2 separate regions of the Mus musculus genome follow, and region 2 is linked to region 1. The links are chromatin contacts, called in public Hi-C maps. All regions are on one chromosome and are shown on one strand. Each heading gives the region's core, a stretch centred on a gene start, on an enhancer-like site or on the middle of the called end of the contact. The rest is flanking DNA. Distances are from core to core; before and after follow the strand shown. Region 1 holds the start of Il18r1 (interleukin 18 receptor 1). Region 2 overlaps Il18rap (interleukin 18 receptor accessory protein).

Region 1 (5,514 bases), core at 2,241-4,740:
TGTTTATAAAAACAAAGAGTAAATATAAGAAAAATTTCTCACAATGCACCATATTTCCCTATCCTTCTTGTAATTTTTGTATTTGTTTTCAATAATGAAATGATGCACAAGTAACTTCCTGTCTTGTCTGTCCCTCAGTTTTATGGGGTACCACTGTGGGCACCAGGCTGCCTGGATCTGAATCTTCAAGCCTTTCCTTTACTGGCTTAACAATCATGGGCCAGTCACCATGCCTAGCTGAGCTCAGAGTCCTTTATCCACAGGAGGGAATGACAGGTCTACCTCCCTGTGCAAAAGTGTTCCTGCCCAAAATGTCTAAAGAATAATGTCATCTAGTTATCGGCTCCTACCACTGTCCTTATTTCTTATCATTTTACTCGTGTTGGGATATGGTAGGACAGAAAAGAGGCCAAAAGCATGATGAATGCTTGCTACCCAGCCACATTCCAGAAATGTCTTGGCAGCTTCTACCTGCCTCAAGAGTGCAAGAAACTTCCCACCACACCCAGGTCAACACATTCTACCCCACTCTTCACATCTAACTAGGCCATCCAAGTGGAACAGGCCTCTGGTGTATTTGAATCTGCTTTTTCTTTTTATTATATATGATTTAAATAATCACATAATGCTAGCTGTTTCAGTTCATGATTATCAACTCTTCCATTGCAAGTGATTCTTTCTCAATTCCCCAATGTCTGGAATTCTACCCAATTTGTTTAATTTCTCTTTTGGCATATTAGCATATAGAAAACTTTATAACCATGCATACAAGTCAATACTCTTGTGTGTGTGTGTGTGTCTGAGTGTGTGTGTTTCCATCATTTTAAAGTGGAGATCATTCTGTATTTCCCTCAAAGGTAACACAGACATTCCTATATTCCTCAGTTTTATGATTTCATCCTGACATTTGACTTATTTCTAAACTTACAAACATTTCATTTACTTCTTTGTCAGGAAAATGGGACCGAATTAAACTTCTACTTCCAAAATAACTATGAATTATTTCTCTGTCCAATCAATTAGTGTTACCTTTCCTTTGAAGTTGGTTGATATCCATTTACCAAGAAAAGGCTCTCCTAGAGCTCGATTGGAAATCTAGCACAGGTAGGTGCCTGGCCAAAAGCACATGTGTGTAAGCATGAACACACTCACTTTCTCTCGGTTCTCACTGTGCCAACGTTCCATAGCAGCTGATACTAACCAGCCTGAGCCACTCTATATTGGCTTCTTTGCTAAATCGTTGAATGAAAGAAGCTTACAAAATACATACAGATGCAAGTCCCGACTCATCATTCGATTTATTGCACACCTACACCATCTCTGACTTCTTAAAGCATAATGTCTTCAAAGGTTTATTTTGACAGACATGCTGCCCACTAAACACACACGGGAGGCAGCCTGAGCCCTTGACTCTTCCACATTCCCAGCTGATTCCAGTGTACAAACAAATGGAAAGCCACCAATCTATAGGTCTTGCCTGTGCACTCAGAAAAGTACATTTCTTATTAGACACATTCAGTTCATAGTTGACATAAAAAATATAAAATTAATCCATATGCAAGCATGTATGTGTGTGCTCATAAATAGAAAGGATAGTTACAAACTTAGTTGCCCAATGACATAAACTTTTCTCTAGATTAAATTAAGTGCTCTTCCAAACGTTTTGTGATCTGGAGGCATAGGGTGAAGGCCAGATGCAAGGTGACAAGTATCTCTGTCCCCCAAGACAAGGGAGTCCTTTCAAAGGATGTCAATGTGGTCATGTCCTTAGGTCCTGAGTTTCTGTTCTGTCCTTTTGGGTCCTTACCATGAGGAAACTGACCACATTCTAGTAAAAACAGTTCATCTGAGCACATAGATACTAAGCTCCTTAAAGCTTCCAGGTAAACACACACACACACACACACACACACTCACGTCCATACACACTCAGTTTCTAAGGCTGGGAGAGTGGGAAACAACTAAGCTTGTGACAGTTGAGTTTCAGTGACTCACAGGTAAACATGTCACCTCAGGGACAGTCATTGCTTAACAAAACATGACCCTGATGTATCCCTCACACTGCTTTGGTGAATTATGACACCCAATGAGGTTTTTCTTTTCCTCGCTGGGACCGCCACTGAGCTGGGCTCTCCATGACTCTTTTTAAACACGCAGTCCCTTTTGCTACAGTCTCCAATGGGTGTTTTACTTCATCTGCAGAAAGGCGAATCAGTCTGGTACAACCAACAAAAATGATCTTGAATACACCCTTGCACTTCTGCTTTAAGAAAAAAAAAAAGGTGTGCACATTTGACTTTCCATCTGTAAGGAAAGGAGAGTCATTGCTACCTCACGACACTTAGCGTAAAAATGCCTGCTGCTATTATCTCCATTTTCCAAAATGTGCCTTCACAAACATGGATCCGGACATGAAGACCATGTTCCCTTTCCCCCCCTCCCCCTCCTCTGGGACCCTATCGTCCTTGCAATATGACACGATGTTTGGCATTGTCAGGAAGCTTGCCAGTTCAGGCCAACCCTAACACACAGCACTTCCAGGGCTCCTGGACCAACCTCCACTTCCTGGTGAGGTACCCAGGAGAAGGCTCTCTGCTTTTCCATAATGTGTGCCTAAGGCAGATATTCTTGTGACTGCAGTGTGTGTGTGTGTGTGTGTGTGTGTGTGTGTGTGTGTGTGTGTGTGTTTGTGTGTGTGACTCACGAGTGTGTGCACAAGAGTGTGAGTGTACATGCATGTGTGTGGGCGCTTGTGCATGCATCAGTGCACACATATGTACATGCATGTACTCATGAGGGAGAGTGAACTATTCCCCAAATCTGCATAAATGGGTCATTCACTGATGCGATAACTGAAGATGTTCTTAGATAAATTTCTGAATATTTCTCCCCTCACACCATTTATTAAACCTGATATTGCCTGTTTCATTTGTCTCCTAAGAGGATTAAGCAACTAAAATACAGCACACCTGTGTGTATTGTCAGCAGAGGGTAAGAGCTGAACAAATCAACTGTTGCTGTGTTTTAGCTGTTCATACCTCTCTACAAAGAACATATACATTTGTACTCACTAGTTATACACACACACACACACACACACACACACACACACACACATACACACCACTCACAATTGACCTTGTTTTCAGGATCGTTGTGGGTGGTTCCTCTCCTTGCTCCAGACAGCAGAAGACAGTGAGGACTGGACATCAGAGTCTGCCCTTACCTTCAGAGAGGTGGCCCACACACAGGCCTGGGCAGTGGCTTCTCCTTCACTTACATCTGTGAAGCAGGATTCGCCCAGCAAGTGAGACTAAATACCTCCTGGTCCACAACTGTGACAACAGACAGGGAGGGAAGGCACAGTGAGGCAAGGCCAGGAGCTTGATTAGAGAGATTTGGCAAACCAGAGAATTATCGCAGGAAAAAAAAAAAAGAAGAAGAAGAAGAAGAAGCCAACGACCGGGGGTAGGGAGGTGGAGGGCTGGGAGAGGAAGATCAGAATAAGAAGAAGAAAGGAAAAGCTAAGGTTTCAGGTGGGCACCGCCTGGGATGGGAGGAGCTCCTAAGAGCTGGGGGACTGAAGCCTAGGGCGCTACAGGCTGCTCCACCCAGGAGCGCTCAAGCTTTCAGTTCTGGGAAGACCTGTACTCCTGGCAGGGTTTCTCTGCATGTCCCTGCTCACCTAAGAGCTCCACAGTTCCCAGAACTAACCCCGACACCCCACCGCTGAGGCGATAGAGCCCCTGGAGTTCTCCTGCCTGGATCTCAGCTGACTCCTCCGCCAGACCTCCAGGGAGGCACAGCCACCGCCTTTGGCTTCCCGGAACCTGCAGCCTGTCTACTCAACCACAAGAACCACCTGTGTGCCCTGTGCGCGCCACACCCTTCAGGCAGAGGGCGCTGAGAACCCAGGACTCCTGCACTGCGGGAGGAGAGTCCTTGAGACTGCCAGGCTCGCAGAGCCAACATAGTGCCAGCCAGCGCAGGATGCCCAGCCTCCTGGATGGGTGGAAAGCCACAATTGGGAAGTTATAGTGAGATTTTAAACTGTTCAAAAGAAACGAAGGCCAAACAGTATTTCTAGATTTTTTTTTTTAATAAGCTAGAACTCTTCAAACACACATGAAGAAAACACACAAGGAGTCAATGGCACAATTATTTTTGCCCAGTGAAAAATAATTTGTCATACAATAATAAATAGGAAAGGCATAACATTTTGATACATGGAAAACAAGCATTTAACAAACTTCAACACTCTTTCTACCAGAACTCACAAACTGGACAGTAGGACGGCTCCTTCCCTTCCTAATCTAATACAGAGATGGCTACAAGAGGCAACACGAGGAAACGCTTTGTTTACCTGTAACTGGTAAGCAAATAAGGTCAGCTCTGCCTGGACAAGCACTTTGAAGAAATGAGGGGAACAAAAGTAGAAATGGGAGAAAGCCCCACAGAAGACATTTTTACATGGATCATGCTTTGAACCTTTCAAAACAGTAAAATAAAACTAATATTTTGAGTTTAGCAAAAGCATCAAAGCATATGTGTGTTCATTACAGAAAAATCTATTATTTCTTCCCTTTCTTCTTCCTTCTTCCTTCTTTCCTTTCCTCCTCCTCCTCTTCTTTTTCTTTGTTGTTGTTGTTGCTGCTGCAGCTGTTGCTGTTGTTGTTAGGACAGGTTTTCTTTTTGTAGCTCTGGTGTCCTGGAACTAACTCTGTAGAGCAGGCTGGCCTCAAACTCACAGAGATCCACCTGCCTCTGCCTCCCAAGTGTGCCATGCTGCCCAGCTCAATTACATGCAAATAGTTTAGACTTATCAGAAGAATCTCGGGAACAAATAATAATTCTCTTTAGTCATTTTCCATGGATGGAGCAGCAGGCATGAGGAAGCAACTATTCCCAGGGATGAGATTGGAGAGAATTTCATTTTTAGAGGTCTTCATTCAGCACAATCATGGAATACACACTCAAACTCACACGGCTCACAATGAGATTTCATAATCACCAACATTAATATTTATCCAGTTCTTTCTGAAATCCGAATACTTCTATTTTCAGTTAGCAAAGAATCCAGCACGTTACTATGTTCCATCCAACCTAAGAAAAATTACTATCTGAGGTTGCTAAGGGACGTCCTCACAGCCACAGAGCAAGGATTCCGTTATCGGGAGTGAGGACTTCCTCCTGATTGCACGTTCTGGGACATGAGACAGTTATGTACACAGCATGCTTTTCAGTGGTCAGTTTTGGCAACTCACTAAGAAGTAGATGAAGCTGCAGAAGATCAAAACCTTCTACTACAGCAGAGCAGGTGGACTTAGCAAACCAGGCAACCACAGGGTGGATGCATGCGAGGGGAAGTTTGAATTCCTCATCACCCTCAGCTCAAGCTTCAGCCTTTGAACTGAACACTAGCAAATGTTTACCTGGCAACCCAGCCTAAGGGTACAGACTAAGAGCACACTGTCCCCAGAGAAACGGGCTACTCTAGATCCTCTACACACACTT
Region 2 (5,514 bases), core at 1,642-4,141, 76 kb before region 1:
TATCAAAAGATGGCCTAATCGGCCATCACTGGAAAGAGAGGCCCATTGGACACGTAAACTCTGTATGCCCCAGTACAGGGGAATGCCAGGGCCAAAAAGGGGGAGTGGGTGTGTAGGGGAGTGGGGGTGGGTGGGTATGGGGGACTTTTGGTATAGCATTGGAAATGTAAATAAGCTAAATACCTAATAAAAAATGGAAAACAAAACAAAACAAAAAAAAGATAAACTTATTTAGCAATGAATTTACAGAGTGTGGTGTTAGAGGACCTACACATGTCCTCCTAGTGTTATTTCTTTCTAAATGAAGTTTAGACATTCACAATGAACTCTTGGGCTTTCATTTTGTAAATAAATATCCGTTTGACCAGCAGAGGGCGCTGAATCACTGTGCTCCAGAACCCAGTTCTGAGCAAATCACCAAGAAGTGAAATCACATGAGACAAAATTAAATGATCCCTATCAACTGACTCTGCTTTGTTAAACTCTAGAATCTTAGGGGGGGGGGGGTTCAGTGAATTTGTTCCATACAAATATAAAAGGCTAATTAAACAAACAAAAATTCTGAAAACACTGTTGGCTTATATGGAACTCAAAGGATGTTATCAATAATCGATCTAAAATAAGATGAAATGCATGTATTTCTCTAGTTTTCTTAGCTTGGTTCAGGTGTGTGTGTGTGTGTGTGTGTGTGTGTGTGTGTGTGTGTGTGTGTGTGTGTGTGTTTGTGTGTGTTTGTGGGGGCGGGGAACTGAACTCAGACCTGAAACACTTCTTACTTTCTTTTCTTGGTGCCGTAATTTCAGCCTGCAAAAGCCACTGGCCTCAGAGGACCCTCCCAGTGAAGGTGCTTACACGGCAGGCAGACCTTCTGCTCCAAGCAGTAAAGTCAGTCACTGACACTGCAAATACACTGACCTGAGACTTGCTGAAGCCAGCAAAGCTTAAAGCAGCATTCTAGCCCATACAACATGATGGGTATTGCAACCATGTCTTGTGGGTGAATTAACAGAAGTGTCATTGGTAATAATAGGACTTGTAATTTGTGCAACTTACACTTGTTTGGGACAAATCCCTGACCTGGCATGCCTTGTTTTCATGTGGTAATAACCCAGGTGATGGGTTTCCTAAAACCAGACTTAAAGATTCAAAGTTAAGACACAGCCTCTTTGGGTGGTCTCATACGAAGATTATGGCTTCATCTTTCTCTGTCTAAGGGGACTGTGAAGATGGCAATAGTCAATACTCTGACTGGGCATATGACCCATCCTCAAGTGACATTCATCGCAGACCATACTGAGTTTCTATATACTTAGGTACCAGTCTAAAGGCAAACCAGGTCTAGCCTCAGTGAGCTCACATACTGTCCTCTGCCTGCTGCTGCGACAGTCCTGTTTTATGAATGAGGAGAGCGGTATATAAAGCTGCCACTTGCTGAATCACCCCAGATTGGTTAGCAAAGAGAATATTTCTAAGTCCCATAAATCCCACAAAAGTATCTTCTACAAGGTTCCTGGTAACTAGAATGAGCTAGAATTGTTTCTTCAGTCTTTCCTGGTGTAAAGCCAGAGCAAAAGGAGGAGAGGAAGGAGGAGGAGGAAGAAGAAGAGGAGGAGGAGGAGGAAGAGGAAGGAGGAGAAGATGAACAAGAAGAGGAGCAGGAAAATTAGAAGAAAAAAGAAGAAGAGTAAGAAAAGGGGGAGGAAAGACTAGGAGGAGGAGGAAGAAGAATTAGAAGAGGAAGAAGAAGAATAGAAAGAAGAAAAAGAAGAAGAGAAAGGTGAAGAGAAGGAGGGGGAGGAAGAAGGAGGATAAGAGGAGGAAGAAAAATTAAAAGAAAAAGAAGAGGGGGAAAAGAAGAGGAAGAAAAAGAGGAAGAGGAGGAGGAGGAAAAGAAGAAGAGGAAGGACCTAATCCTTCGAGATAAAACACTACCTATCAGGCATTAGCTACCTCTGACTTTTCTCATGGGCTCTGGCTGGCAGGAGGCATGTGAAATCACAACTAAGACAGTTCTAAGAAAAGAGAGCCAATAGATAGGGAATAACTAAGTAACAGTGTCTTGTCATTTAGACAGGGAGTGGCACACTGGGTGTTCTTACCCCCCAGAGTCTCATCTTTGTTCTTGTAGGTTCGACAGAGCAGGACAACTTCAATCCAGTACCAGTAGAGGAAAGCAGCTGCCACCAGAACGCCCACCAGCATCAAGGCCGTGCCGAGAAGGATGTATACAAACACCACTAAGGGAAACACAGAGATCTGAGCAAACACATCTAGACCAACACAGCCTATTATGTAATAGAAAGCCATGCTGCTATCTCTGTCATCTCAAGTCTGGATGGAATTTTCCACAATTAACTCTAGAGAGCCAGGTTGATGGGAAATTCCTGATGAGCTGACCTACGATGCTGAGTCATTTTACCTATTTTTGTTCCTACAAATGTCTATAGAGCTCATCTGTACCTTTCCTGTTGCCTGTTGTAAATTACATTTGCGGGTGCTCATCCCCATGGAAGTCTAAACATTCCTAGACTAGGAGTCACATCAGCACCTTGCACCCTCCATGACTCAACTTATAAATAAGGGATCTGCATAGGAAAGCTACCGTCATGGCACACTTACAGTGTCACACTATGGCCAGAGGACATTTACTCTGCTGGACTGTGTTCCAGTCATCGACTGAGCAAGTCCATGATTGGCCCAACCTCATCCCTGGACATCTTGCTAAGGATGGAACTGTTCCTCATGGGCATTTCTCAGAGTTCTTGTCATGGTCTCTGGAAGCCAGCAGGGGCAAATGGCAAAGAAAGTGATGTCTGCACACTGGGCTGTCCCAGTGGGTGGGGGTAGGTGGGGCTGGGGATTCTTGTAGGTACAAGAGGGATAAGTAGGTTAATTGAGTGCTTTAGGGAATGAGTAAGTGGGAAGGCTATATGAATGGGCAACAGCATGAACAGAAAGTCTGGGTGAGTTGAGTAATGGGTTCTTCTGCACACAAATTAGTTGTTACAAAGCTCAGGTCAAAGTCAGTTGTATGGTCATAGTCAAGGCCTTAAAGGAACTACCACGGCAAAGTGCTTTAGTGTCTGGAAAGCTTTCACAGCTAACACTGATGCTCTTTTTGGGAAAATGCCCCTTCCCCTTTCAAGAAGAACAGTTGTCAATCTCTGGGAACAAACTTCTAGGCTTACCCTCTTCCTTCTTCCTCAGCCGTATGGTCCGTGTTGTGTTCCCAATGGAGTTCTGGGCAAAGCAAACAAACTTTCTGCTGAGATCTCTCTGGGTAACTTCTCTCAAGAAGATGGTACGTTCAATGACTTCATTCTTGAAAGTGGATTGAATTCTAGAAAAGGAGGGGGAAATTCACACCCACTCAGGAAGATCAACTGCCATTCGTGAAGCTGTGCTCAGAAAGCTGACGAAGAGCCAGTAGGAATTTCTCGTAAGAAGACTGTAAAAGATCAGAGACAGACAGAGGAGGCTTGTTCTTCATCAATGGATGGAATCTGCTAAGGCTTTGCACTAAAGCACAAGTTACGTGTGGCCCTCCTCTGGACTTCACTGTAAGAGTCCCCCTTTGGGAATGAAGAATATTGATAATTTATGAACAGTCTCCCTCTGTAGACTGTTTCCTTCCCAAGCATGAAGCCCTAAATTTAATCCCCGGAGCACATGTAAAAAGCCAGGTGTGGTAGCGTGTACGTGTAATGCCAGCATTGGGAAAGCAGACAGAAGTGGATCCGTATGGCTCAGTGGCCAGACAGCCTAGTTCAGTCAGGAAGAAATTCTGCCCCCCACCCCCAACCCCAAACAAGATTAGTGAACTTTGAGGAATGAAAGATGAGATTTACCCCTAGCCTCCAAATGCAAGTACACATATGTCTACATACACCTACACACCTACACACCTACACACACACACACACACACACACACACACACACACACACATCATACCACACCACACCTAATTCCTCTTGAGGCTTGCTACCAGGTACTTGGCTGAGCACTGACTATGGACTCTTTAATCTCTTCCTTCCTCACAACACAAACTCTAAGGAGTCAGGATATGAACATCCTGACTTGGTAGTGTCAGGGGCAAAGTTCAGTGGAGGAAGAGTGGTGCTGGCCACAGTAGTGACATCATCATTACTGTGTGACTTTAGTATGTCCCACCTCCAGCCTGGCACCCAGATCTCTGACCCACCCAGAAAACTGACTTTCTGCATTTACTTAGTTCCCATTTTCTATGTCTGCATCATTCAGTGGTCACATTAAGGGACCATGTTCAGATGGGTCATGCCGCTGTGAGCCTACAATCAGTCCACAGAAGTTTTCTGCTTGCCACACATTCTGAGGTACATGTGGCTTCTACCTCATCTGTCCCTTATGGTGACCTTGAGAAATGAGGTTTTCTGTCATATACCTAGGAGATGGGGCCTCCCTCACAGAAGGCCAGAGTCACCTCGCCACTCCTGGAAAGCAGACTAAAATCCACAGGTGGGGTGGCTTGAGAATCTGGGCTCTGCCTCACTTCTCCTACGTAGAGTCTCATGCAGCATCCGTTTGAAATCCAATGTGTTCCTTGATGTTAGAACCTCTTGCTGAATGGCGTTTCCCTCAGTAAAATCTTTCCTTTACTGTTTATCTATACTTTTCAAAATATTACATTAGTCCAGTGAAATCCTTGAAAAACTAGAGAGAACATGCTGTGGATTCTTATCTGGAGGGGTTTCTAATACAGAAAATTGGTAGGACACATCTCCAATTGACATGTCTGACTGGCCATGATGGGTCCCAGATCCTTTGCTCTAGGATAGAGACTTACTTTTCTAGACATTGGAGGGCTTGGCTCTGAAGGTCTACAGTTTTCCTTTCAACTGGTCAAGTTCTCTCTCCTATAAACTCTGGGGAGTCTGTTAGTCACAGATAACAAATGAAGTCTAGTTATCATAAAATGTTTCAGCCTGCTAGTATTCCAAGACAGACATCTCTCCTCTAAGGCTCTATTCCAGGGTAGAGCCATGTCACCTATTCTCTTTTGCCAGAATCTATGCTATGGTGCCATTTCCTTAGCACCGAATAAAAGCAGAGTTGAAGATTTGGTGGGGCAGGAACCACCCTCTTTAGTTTGCTTTTAGAAAAAAAAAAAAAACCCTTTTGTGGGCTGAGGATTTGGCCTAGTAATAGAGTATGTGCTCAGCACAGTGGATGTCCCTTTTACCAAGACAAAATATGAAAGCTTGGGATATTGTTCAGTTGGTAGAGTGCTGGCCTAGAATGCATGATGCTCTTGGTTCAAACCCAAACATACAGAGGATATTGTGGTACATGCCTCTAATTTCAGCATTTGAGAAATTAAAACTTCTCCCACATAGAGAGTTTGAAATACATGAGATCCTGTCTCAAAAAATTAAATTAAATTAAATTAAATACACTTTAACATGGTCTAAGGTATTTGAAACCATTGTGCAAACATCACAGGGTATTTAACACAGGCAATATGTCTCTAACATC

What was found. A called contact is a pair of places that touch in the nucleus more often than the background predicts.
Region 2: a contact with region 1 is called in a Hi-C map of Th1 cells, with 4 times the contacts expected there. The contact joins the enhancer-like site here to the promoter of Il18r1 in region 1. A contact is called at or near these places in 4 of 39 promoter capture datasets (the HPC-7 cell line, HPC-7-derived erythroid cells, macrophages and 2 more), 2 of 15 datasets of contacts at CTCF or cohesin (CD8 T cells and the NIH/3T3 cell line), 24 of 484 Hi-C or Micro-C datasets (B cells, CD4 T cells, CD8 T cells and 17 more), 7 of 115 datasets of contacts at active chromatin or transcription factors (CD8 T cells, the HPC-7 cell line, Th17 cells and 4 more) and 4 of 9 other capture datasets (adipose tissue, liver, macrophages and 1 more).

What each region holds. Positions count from the first base shown.
Region 1 is chr1:40,463,982-40,469,495 of GRCm38.p6, reverse strand. It overlaps Il18r1 (interleukin 18 receptor 1), which reads right to left and starts at 3,490. Exons shown (of 11, transcript NM_008365.2): 1 at 3,139-3,490. It overlaps Il1rl1 (interleukin 1 receptor-like 1), which reads right to left. Exons shown (of 11, transcript NM_001025602.3): 11 at 4,081-5,514.
Region 2 is chr1:40,539,713-40,545,226 of GRCm38.p6, reverse strand. It overlaps Il18rap (interleukin 18 receptor accessory protein), which reads right to left. Exons shown (of 13, transcript NM_010553.4): 10 at 3,189-3,340; 11 at 2,100-2,237. Among named protein-coding and RNA genes, the nearest start is that of Il18rap, 27 kb to the right of the region's middle. Within about 2 kb of position 2,891, at least 22 of the 459 cell types and tissues checked have an H3K27ac peak or open chromatin away from gene starts, as enhancers often do. A contact at or near this core is called in Th1 cells, Th17 cells and memory CD8 T cells, where this site is marked.